Linked DNA regions of Sus scrofa: region 2 is linked to region 1. The links are chromatin contacts, called in public Hi-C maps. All regions are on one chromosome and are shown on one strand. Each heading gives the region's core, a stretch centred on a gene start, on an enhancer-like site or on the middle of the called end of the contact. The rest is flanking DNA. Distances are from core to core; before and after follow the strand shown. Region 1 has its middle 36 kb from the start of ERRFI1. Region 2 has its middle 12 kb from the start of SLC45A1.

Region 1 (4,973 bases), core at 621-3,120:
TGGAAGCAGTAGCAGGAAGGCAGTATGGGTTGACACAAAACCATCAGCTTTGGGAGCTCCCTGGTGGTCTAGCAGTTAGGATTCGGTGTTTTCACTGCTGCTGCCTGGGTTCAGTCCCTGGTCTGGGACCTGAGGTGCCACGTCGAGCCACTGCACACCGTGGTCAAAAAAACCAATGAACGAAAACATCATTCCTACTCAGGTACTCTGCCTTTCTGAAACGTTCATGATTCAAAGCACCCAACAACCTGAACAAGAGAGGCCAGAGTTGTAGACGAGCTAAATAAAAATGGTTCTATTGGGAGTTCCCTGATGGTCTAGTAGTTAGGATTCTACACTTTCACTGCTGCTGCCTGCATCCAATCCCTGAACTGGGAACTGAGATCCCACATCAAGCGGCTGCATGCCGTGGCCCAGGTAATAATAATAATAATAATACATGGGAGTTCCCATCGTGGCTCAGCGGAAATGAATCTGACTAGGATCCATGAGGACGCCAGTTCGATCCCTGACCTTGCTCAGTGGGTTAAGGATCTGGCGTTGCTATGAGCTGTGGTTGTAGACGTGGCTTGGATCCCACGTTACTGTGGCTGTGGTGTAGGCTGGCGGCTACAGCTCTGTTTCAACCCCTAGCCTGGGAACTTCCCTATGCTGCAGGTGTGGTTCTAAAAAAAAGAAAAAATAATAATAATACATTTTAAAAGCTTCTATTATTACAATTTTATGTATTATTTTAGAAACATATGGCAAAGTGTTTTAATAGTATCTTATTTATTTTGCAAGAGTAATCAAAACAAATTTTTTAGAGCATTTGCCAGATTCAGTGTGTCATTAACAGAGAACAAAAATGGCTTCCAAATGGTATTAAAGATATAGCCCAGGAAGGTGTTTTATCCCATTTTACAAAGGAGGACGTTGAAGCTCAGAGAGGTTAAGTCACTTTCCCAAGGTAGCACAGCAAAGATATGATCATGCTAGGACTTCAACTTAGACTTTTGGATCCTGAGTCTGGTTTTGATCTGCTGAGTTTTCCATATAGTGCTGTGTCCATCAGAGTCCTTTGATGAGGGACCCTGTCAGATTTCATGTCTGCTTCAGGATTTTATTTATGAGAAATAACTCCACTTATTTATGAAGTGTCCCCTATATGCACAAGCCAGTGGTCGTGTCATGATGGGTTAAGCCGTCTCCTGACCTCGAGGGACTTACAGCCCTGTAAATGGACAATGCTGACACTGTCTGCACAAGACTGAAGGGCACAGAGTACAGGGCGACCAGGGCACAGACCTGGGCGTGGGAAGGGGCAGGCTCAGGGGAAATTTTCTCGAGGAATGATCACCTAAGCTACCCAAGGAGGGTTCTTCTCAGGAACCCCTAAAACCTTGCTCTAAAATGAATTCCCTGGAGTTCCCATCGTGGCACAGCGGAAACGAATCTGACTAGGAACCATGAGGTTGTGGGTTCGATCCCTGGCCTCTCACTCAGTGGGTTAAGGATCTGGCCTTTCCGTGAGATGTACTGTAGGTCTCAGAGGCCCCTGTGTTCCTGTGTCTGTGGTGTAGGCCGGCAGCTGTAGCTCTGATCAGACCCCTAGCCTGGGAACCTCTATGTGGTGTGGGTGTGGCTCTAAAAAGCAAAAAAAAAAAAAATTTACATGAATTCGCAATTGGGAAGCACTTCCCTGTCTCTCTCCTATTTTCTTTCCAAGATAACAATCATGCCTTACTTTTAGAAAGAGCTTTAGAAAGTGATTGTTCCAAAGTGACTTTACGTACTCTATCTCATTTGATTCCTACAACCGTCCCAGGGAAAGAGGCCTCACGGATGTTATAACTACTATTTTGTAAGTAAAGAAAACAGGAACTCAAGGGATTCGATGACATTGTGCAAATTTCTCACAACCAAGCAAAGAGTTCGATCCAGCACCTGACTTTCTAGACTTCTGGTCTACCCCTCTTTTCCTCCAATCCCAGATGGAATTGGGAATAAGACCAAGAGCTGGCTCTTTGAAAAGGTGAACCGAACTGACAAAACTGGCCAGACTCCCCAAGAAGAGGAGCAGAAAAACCCGAATAAATGAAATAAGAAATGAAAAAGTAGAAATCACAGCAGCTACTGCAGAAATACCAAATGGAACTGGCCATTTAGACTCCAAATATACATAGTGGTTCACATTCTCTCCTTCCTGACCCATTTCCCGCCACCTCTTTTCTGCCTTCCGGCACCATGTGCAGACCAGGGGGGCTTAAGCCTGTGAGCTGGCAGGTAAGCACAGTTCCAGAATCATTCGCAAATGCCCAGAAGATAAGTTAGTGCTTGGTAGGTAAATTCCTGAAAGAACCAATCAATTTAACTCAAAATAAACATACCCAGGGCTCACTACGATTCATTAAACTTCCCAACGTGACGCTGGATGATAAATTTGAAGGAAAGGGAGGGAGAAAGAATGACAGGAATGAATAGTACAATTTACTCCTTTTTATCAGGCCCAGAACAAGCTGTACTCCTTAACTCCAGGAGTACATGTTGTTTTTATTAAACTCATTAGTCACAAGTTAAATGAAGCAACCCGACAAAAAAATGTGGCAGGAAGGAATCCACAGACAGACGCTGGCCATCAGAGAAAGATAAATGAGGGGCCAACGATGAAAAGCAGAAAAACAAGATCACCTGAAATAAGTAATGGCCACTTCAAGGTCATGATACTCTCACAGTCAATGTGAAGGGACCCGCCAGTTGTGAGGCGAGAAAGACTCAGCTTTGGGGACCAGATCACTGCATCTCCCAGTTTTCTGCCGGTATGCAGGGCTGTGCTGCTAAAGCCTTACAGGCTGTTATTATTCAGGCTTGGATTTATGGGGTAAAGTCCCTTCAAGCTACTACAGGGCCCTGGCCTCACTTTCTGATGCTAGAAAGCACTAGAATTCCTTTTCTACAAGTCCCGTCAGACCTTGCAGCCAGATCCAAGCACTTTTTTTTTTTTTTTCCTCTTGAACAAAGGAGCAGCCATTCCCAAAGCCCAGCCCAACCTGAAAGACCAGATTTCCTAATGACAAGTCAGCCCAGAGGCCTGTCCCAGCAACTTCCTATCATGTTTAACCCCTTCCCTCCCTCCAGCAGGTCCCCAGAATTCTACCTTCAAATTCCATGAAGACTGTTTGAATTTAAAAGATGTGCCGATCTCTGAAAATCCTCACACCGAACCACTTTCTAGATATGTTTGCATAACATCCCTTCCTGCGCATCAAACAGGACGTAATAAGAGCCCTGCAGGAGGGAATAACCAGGACCACCAATGACTGCAAAGTTATATATTTGTCTTTCTTTCTGTCTTTTTTGAATTGAGGGTCACATTCAGTCACTTTCTGGGCGCTTCCACACAGGATGCTTTACCCATTCTTCCCATGTAGACCATACCATTATTCGTATTGTATTTTATTTTGTTTTTCTTTTTATTTTCTTTTTCTGCCGCCCTATGGCACATGGAGTTCCCAGGCCAGGGATCAGATCTGAGCCACAGTTTCAACCTACAGCCGCAGCTACGGCAACACCGGATCCTTTAACCCACTGTGCCAGGGGCCAGGATGGACCCCTGCGTCCTGGTGCTACAGATTCGCCCCTGATCCCATTGGTCACAGGGGGGTCTCCTGTAGTCGTCTTTCTAAATCATACATCGTTCTAGTGAAAACATTAAATTAACAGTTCTGATTGTTTTTCAAAATATATCACCATGCAGTTGGGTGTTGGTTCACAAATAATATAGCTCAGATATCTCGAATCACCACGCGTCTCTCTCTCTCACAAATTAAACCCTACGCACTCCTACCCAGTAATGGAAAATACAAAGTCCCCAACGGGGTTTCTTTGGTTGCAATTGTTGGTATTCCTGTTCTTTTTAAAAGTCAGTCTTTTGGTTCTGGAGTTTAACGTCTCAGGATCTCTCTTAATCTCACTTAATACGTGTAACAAGAATATCTCCTTCTCCTCTTGTGTTTAATATATGTAGACAGGAAACATTTTGGATGTTCAAAATCCTGCGAAAAGAAAAATAGTGGAATCTGAAGTATGCATTTTGTATTAAAGACTAATAAAGAAATGTAAATGAGAGTGAAAGTTTTCCTTCTCTGCATGAGCTGGTTATATTTTCTTAGTTTTCCCTTTTTTTTTTTCCTTGCCTGTGAAGTTAGGAAAGATTAAAAAAAAACCAGACAAATACTCTTTGATAGCAGAAATATGGAGGCAATGAACGTTTTCAAACACTGTCGGTAAGAGCATAAAGGAATAAGAATCTCTTTGGCTGATAATACGAAGACTCAGTCACTCCCTTTCATCCGATCATTCAGCTTTGATCCATTTATTCTAAGGAGATCATTAAAGATGCACAAGAGTGTGGTATAAAAGATGTTCATTTCAGAACCATTTATAACGGCCAACAGTGGACGCATCCATGGGGAAACTGAAAAACTAAATTGCCATTCCCTGATCACTACTGACCGAGGAACCCGTAGCAGAAGGCTTTACCTCTCACTTCTGGTTGTGCCCTGGACAGCAACGTAATTTAATCTGTGCGCTGGATTCTTCAGAAACCGAGTAAATGAGTTCAATAATTTCGTAGATAATCCATCAATCAGTCAAGGTTCCGACTAGAAAATTACTCAAGTTCAAGAACCGCATTAAACTTGTCTGCCCAAGTAGACAATTCCTTTATTTCAAAACATTTTCCTGGAGTTCCTGTTGTGGCTCAGCGGATTAAGGATATAACTGGTATCCTTGAGGACTCAGGTTCGATCCCGGGTCTTGCTCAGTGGATTAAGGATCTGGCGTTGCCATGAGCCATGGTGTAGGCTGCAGACATAGCCTGGATCCCATGTGGCTGTGGGCAGGCCAGGAGCTGCAGCTTCGATTCAACCCCAGCCTGGGGATCTTCTGCATGTCTCGGGTGCAGCCCTAAAAAGAAAAAAAAAAAAAAAGAT
Region 2 (4,973 bases), core at 1,324-3,823, 200 kb before region 1:
GTTCGGCTGTAAAAGCGGGGGTGGAATCTCACTGCACTGGCTCAGATTGCTGTGGAGGCTTGGGTCAATCCCTGGCCCAATTCAGTGGGGTCAAAGGATCTGGAGTTGCTGCAGCTGTGACTTGGGTCCAAGCTGCAGCTCGGATCCAACCCCTGGCTCAGGGGCTTCCATGTGCCATGAGTGCAGCCATAAAAAAAAAAAAAAAAATTCTGGGAGTTCCCTTCATGGCTCAGTGGTTAATGATCCCGACTAGGAGCCATGAGGTTGCCAGTTTGATCCCTGGCCTCCCTCAGTGGGTGAAGGATCTGGCCTTGCTATGAGCTGTGGTGTAGGTCGCAGACATGGCTCGGATCCCGCATGGCTGTAGCTGTGGTGTAGGCTGGCAGCTGTAGCTCCGCTTCGACCCCTAGCCTGGGAACTTCCAAATGCAGCAAGTGTGGCTCTAAAAAGCCAAAAAAAAAAAAAAAAAAAAAGGCTTGCTATTTTTCTCCCAGAGATTCTGATTCCATACCTCTGGGGGGACTAGTTTAACAAATATCCCGGTGCTTCTGGGCAGACAGAACCGAAACCGCGCTTTGAGAAACCAAGCTCCCGGGAGTTTTGGATGGTGAGGGTTAGGGTTTGTCGCTTGTGTCTTTTTAGTTTTAAATGAAATTGCCGAACCCTGTTGCCTTTCAGGTTTCTCTCAAAGATCATCAAAGCTTGATCAGACCTGAAACAACCACCTTTGGGCTCAGAGACCCTCCCTACAGAAGTGCGTTAAAAACTTACGTCTGAGGTCTGCACAGGCTCCTAAATATTCTTGACATTTCCTTCCCGTGACTGCGGGAGCTATCAAATCCCACCCACATAAGAGTGGAGTGGGTGAGTAGCTGGGGACAAATGAGGAGTCTGGGCTTAGCACACATACACTACTCTCTGTGCAACAGGCAAACGACAAGTACCTACCACAGAACAAGGAAACTCTAGTTCATACCGTGTACTAACCTGTCGTGGAAAAAAGCGCCCCGATCCCTTTGCTGTACACTGGAAACTAACACGACATTGGACATGAACTCTACGTTGATAGGAGTTCCGTCGTGGCTCAGTGGACATGAATCTGACTAGCATCTGTGAGGACACAGGTTTGATCCCTGGCCTGGTTCAGTGGGTTAAGGATCCGGCATTGCTGTGAGCTGTAGTTAGGTCGCAGATGTGGCTCAGATCCCGAGTTGCTGTGGCTCTGGTGTAGGCCGGTGGCTATATTTCTGCTTGGACCCCTAGCCTGGGAACCTCCATAAACCACAGGAGTGGCCCTAAAAAGACAAAGAACAAACAAACAAAAATCCCCCAAACCACAACAACCACCTATACTTCAATAAAAAAGAAAAAGCTTGGAGCTATAAGATTAGGGTCCTAGTTCTTTAACCACGATCACCTCAACCAGTATGGGTTAAAAATGTTAAAATGTGGCTCTGACTCCAGCCCCTGGCATTTAGCAGTTTGCTTTCCTGAGACAATGCCTTCTGGTTTAGCTCATGTTTCAAACTAGCACTAAGCTATCAAAACAGCTCAAGAGAAAGGAATGCTTAAATGCTGGTCTTAATTTTCTAGCCAGAAGCGTAGAGGGGAAAAGGGTATGTGTGTGTCATTTGTATACGCAAAGACAGGGTCTGGAATGATCTACCCTGAACTGCAGTCCTGTCCACCCCTGGGGCAGTGGTAGTGGGGTGGGGCAGGTGACACTGACCTTTCTCTTCAGCCACTGCTGCCCTTTTTTTTTTTTTTTTTGGGGGGGGGTTACAATGAGCTTGTGCTCCTTTTGAAATAAAAATAAAGTCCTAAGCAAAAAAAACCCCAGCACCGTCTGTTAAAACATCCCACTCCGCCTTCTTTCTGTGGGACAATGGGGAGTGAAACACAGTGTCTTTTCTCTTGTTCAGAAAATTCCTGGGACATTCTAATATCCAGCTGTGATTTAGAACCACGTCCCCAGACTTCTTGTGACTAAAGAAAGATCTTCCAAGTCATTACGAGCTTGGAAGGATCCTATTCAATCGTTCGTGTGCTCCAGGAAAGGAACTCCTTCAATAATTTATAGGGCAGTAGCATTGAAAGATTTCTGGGTAACTCGGGGCTCTCCATTCTAATTTTTACACCGTTTAAAGTATTGTTTCCTGACTTCTCATTTTCCCAACACCATCAGTCAGGTGCTGTTGAACTTGAGCCCAGCAGAAGTTACAGCTCTCCAGACTTCGCTGACTGTAGCACTGGATCCGCAGTCGGGGTTTGGATGCCAAGGGCTTTGTCTTCATTTAAACTTGACCATCAAGGGCGTGCTGGGACCCTCCCACCTCCACAAATCTCCACTCTGCCCTCTCACCATGATGGGCCCCTGTTTGTGAGTCATTTGGTATCAATTAAAGGGCTTTGCTTTCTCCCTCAATGAACCTGCCTCTTCTAGCGCATTCATCCCGACTGTATTTTCGGCTCCACTTGGGTCCAACATTTTGGCCTCCAGTAGACACCTCATTATTTACCCAGCTTGAATTGGGACTTGTTTTCTGTTTCTTGGAAGCCTCCCCTGTAATCCTTTCTCTGATGAAAACAGTGGCTCCTGCTGAGTGAAATTCCGCTAATGGCCTCAACATAGCCCGTGTTGTTCTAGTTTGTAAAGAGATTTTTTTTTTTTTTTAACTCCATTTAACTCATTTTTCATCGCAGCTCTGTGGATCAGCCTTAGCCGTTCAGGAGGCACCTGGGCAGCAGAAGTTGTCTTTTTCAAATAAAATTAGATTCTTTCCTTGAGGGCCAACATTTTGGAAGCAGCCAACGCAGGGCCCTGGAGGTCTGTCCCTGGTCAGCTAGAGGATGGAGGTGTCCCGCCCAGCGAGGGACCCCGCTCGGGTCTCAAAGTGGCCAAGACTGTCCGTGCTGGGGTCTCACCAGTGAGCCTGGGCTGCCTCCTGCTGCATCTTCTCCAAAATACCCCTGGAGAAGTTTGTAAAGCAAGCAATTTGCTGTCTCCTTTGTGGACCGAGAAAATTCCAGAGGCTGGTGAGAAAGGCCTGTGAAGGTGGCAAGGCCTTTTGCTAAACACTCTCAAGACCTGAGGTGAAAGCTTTTAGGGCGGGAGAGCAGAGAGGATTCTTTGTGATGGAAACAACTGGAATTGGCCTCTCTAGGGAATTCTGGTGGTGTCTTCACTCCAAGAGCTTGTTATAAGAATCCTTTCCTGGGAAATAAACAGTGTTGGAGGTTGTTTGTTGAAAAACTGAGAACTGAAAGTTTGGGGTCCTGTTTTTCAAGAGGTGTAATGTATCAGATTTAACATTTAAAATGGCTTTAAAATCTTACTTCCAGGTCTGTTTTTCATTGTATTTCCCCCACGACCAAGGGCTTGGGGGCTTGCGGACAGCTCAGCTTATGTATCCCAAAGTCCCAAGTGGGCCGATTCTGCAAGATGATGTCACCCAGCCCCAGCACCTCAAAAAACGAGGAAACCAGGCCTGGAGAGAAGTAACCTGCCCAAGGTCCCTGGGCTTTTCAATAGCAAGGCTGGAAGTTCCCATTGCGGCTCAGCCAGGAAAGAACGCGAAGGAGTCTCTGAGGATGTAGGTTTGATCCCCAGCCTCACACAGCGGGTTATGGATTTGGCATGGCCACAAGATGCGGCGTCAGTCGAAGATGTAGCTTGGATCTGATGTGGCCATGACTGTGGCAAAGACCTGCAGCCTCAGCTCCAATTGGACCCCCAGCCTGGGAATTTCCATATGCCGCAGGAGACCATGGGGAAAAAAAAAAAAAGCGAGGCCAGCAGAAGATCTCCGAATAATCTTCTCCCTCTAGAACCCCTTATCTGTTCCTTGATGGCAATGATTTTCAGATTCTCAACCCAAACAGACCCAAGGTGCCTCGTTCTCCTGCTGACGTCCGCAGATAATGAGACTAATTTTGATCCGTCAGGGTAATAGTCTAGTTCTACTATAGAGGAGGAATAAAACATATGGCCATTTCCTCAACCAGAAAGGCCCTTCGTCACTGTCTCCTAGAGGTTTCCCCTACCCCATCCCTGTGACCATCTGGGTGTCCCTGGGACAAGGTCCCTCTCTTGGAGCCTCTCCCCTGAAGCTCCCAGCCCTACAGTCCCTGCCCTGAGCTCACCTCTTTAGGGCAAAACCAGAGCTCAGAAGATTTTGTGCTTTGCTGCTTCTCTGATTAAAAGTTTTCTCCCTGGAGTTCCTGTCGTGGCTCAGCAATAATGAATCCGACTAGGAACCAGGAGGACGCAGGTTCAATCCCTGGCCTTGCTCCGTGGGTTAAGGATCTGGCGTTGCTGTGAGCTGTGGTGTAGGTTGCAGATGCAGCTTGAATCTTGAGTTGCTGTGGCTGTGGTGTAGGCTGGCAGCTGCACTTCCGATTCAACCCCTAACCTGGGAACCTCCGTATGCTGCAGGTTCGGCCCTAAGAAGACCAAAAAAAAACCCCTCCCCCAAAAAAACCCCACCAAATAAACAAATACTTTACATAATTATAATATATATGTGTGTGTGTGTGTGTGTGTGTGTGTGTGTGTGTGTGTGTGTGTGTGAGACCGGGTCACTTTGCTGTACAGTAGAAAATTGATAGAACACTGTAAACCAACTATAATGGAAAAAATAAAAATCCCTAAAAAAATTTAAACTAAAAGAATATAGGAGTTCCTGTTGTGGCTCAGCAGTAACAAAGCTGACTAGTATCCATGAAGACATGGGTTCGATCCCTGGCCTTGCTCCGTGGGTTAAGGGTCCGGCGTTGCTGTGAGCTGTGGTGTAGGCCTCAGACGCAGCTTGGATCTGGCGTTGCTGTGGCTGTGGCTGTGGCTGGCAGCTGTAGCTCTGATTGGACCCCTAACCTGGGAACCTCCATGTGCCATGGGTACGGCTCTAAAAAGACAAAAAGACCGGAAAAAAAAAAAAAGCACATAGCCATTTTACACTCAGGCCTCTCTTAAA

The links. A called contact is a pair of places that touch in the nucleus more often than the background predicts.
Region 2: a Hi-C map of mesenteric adipose tissue shows a contact between it and region 1, with 1.7 times the contacts expected there. The contact joins two enhancer-like sites. A contact is called at or near these places in 2 of 47 Hi-C or Micro-C datasets (embryonic fibroblasts and mesenteric adipose tissue) and 2 of 2 datasets of contacts at active chromatin or transcription factors (alveolar macrophages and skeletal muscle).

What each region holds. Positions count from the first base shown.
Region 1 is chr6:68,715,923-68,720,895 of Sscrofa11.1, reverse strand. No RefSeq gene overlaps it. Among named protein-coding and RNA genes, the nearest start is that of ERRFI1, 36 kb to the right of the region's middle. Within about 2 kb of position 1,870, at least 13 of the 83 cell types and tissues checked have an H3K27ac peak or open chromatin away from gene starts, as enhancers often do. A contact at or near this core is called in mesenteric adipose tissue, where this site is marked.
Region 2 is chr6:68,919,436-68,924,408 of Sscrofa11.1, reverse strand. No RefSeq gene overlaps it. Among named protein-coding and RNA genes, the nearest start is that of SLC45A1, 12 kb to the left of the region's middle. Within about 2 kb of position 2,573, at least 31 of the 83 cell types and tissues checked have an H3K27ac peak or open chromatin away from gene starts, as enhancers often do. A contact at or near this core is called in mesenteric adipose tissue, where this site is marked.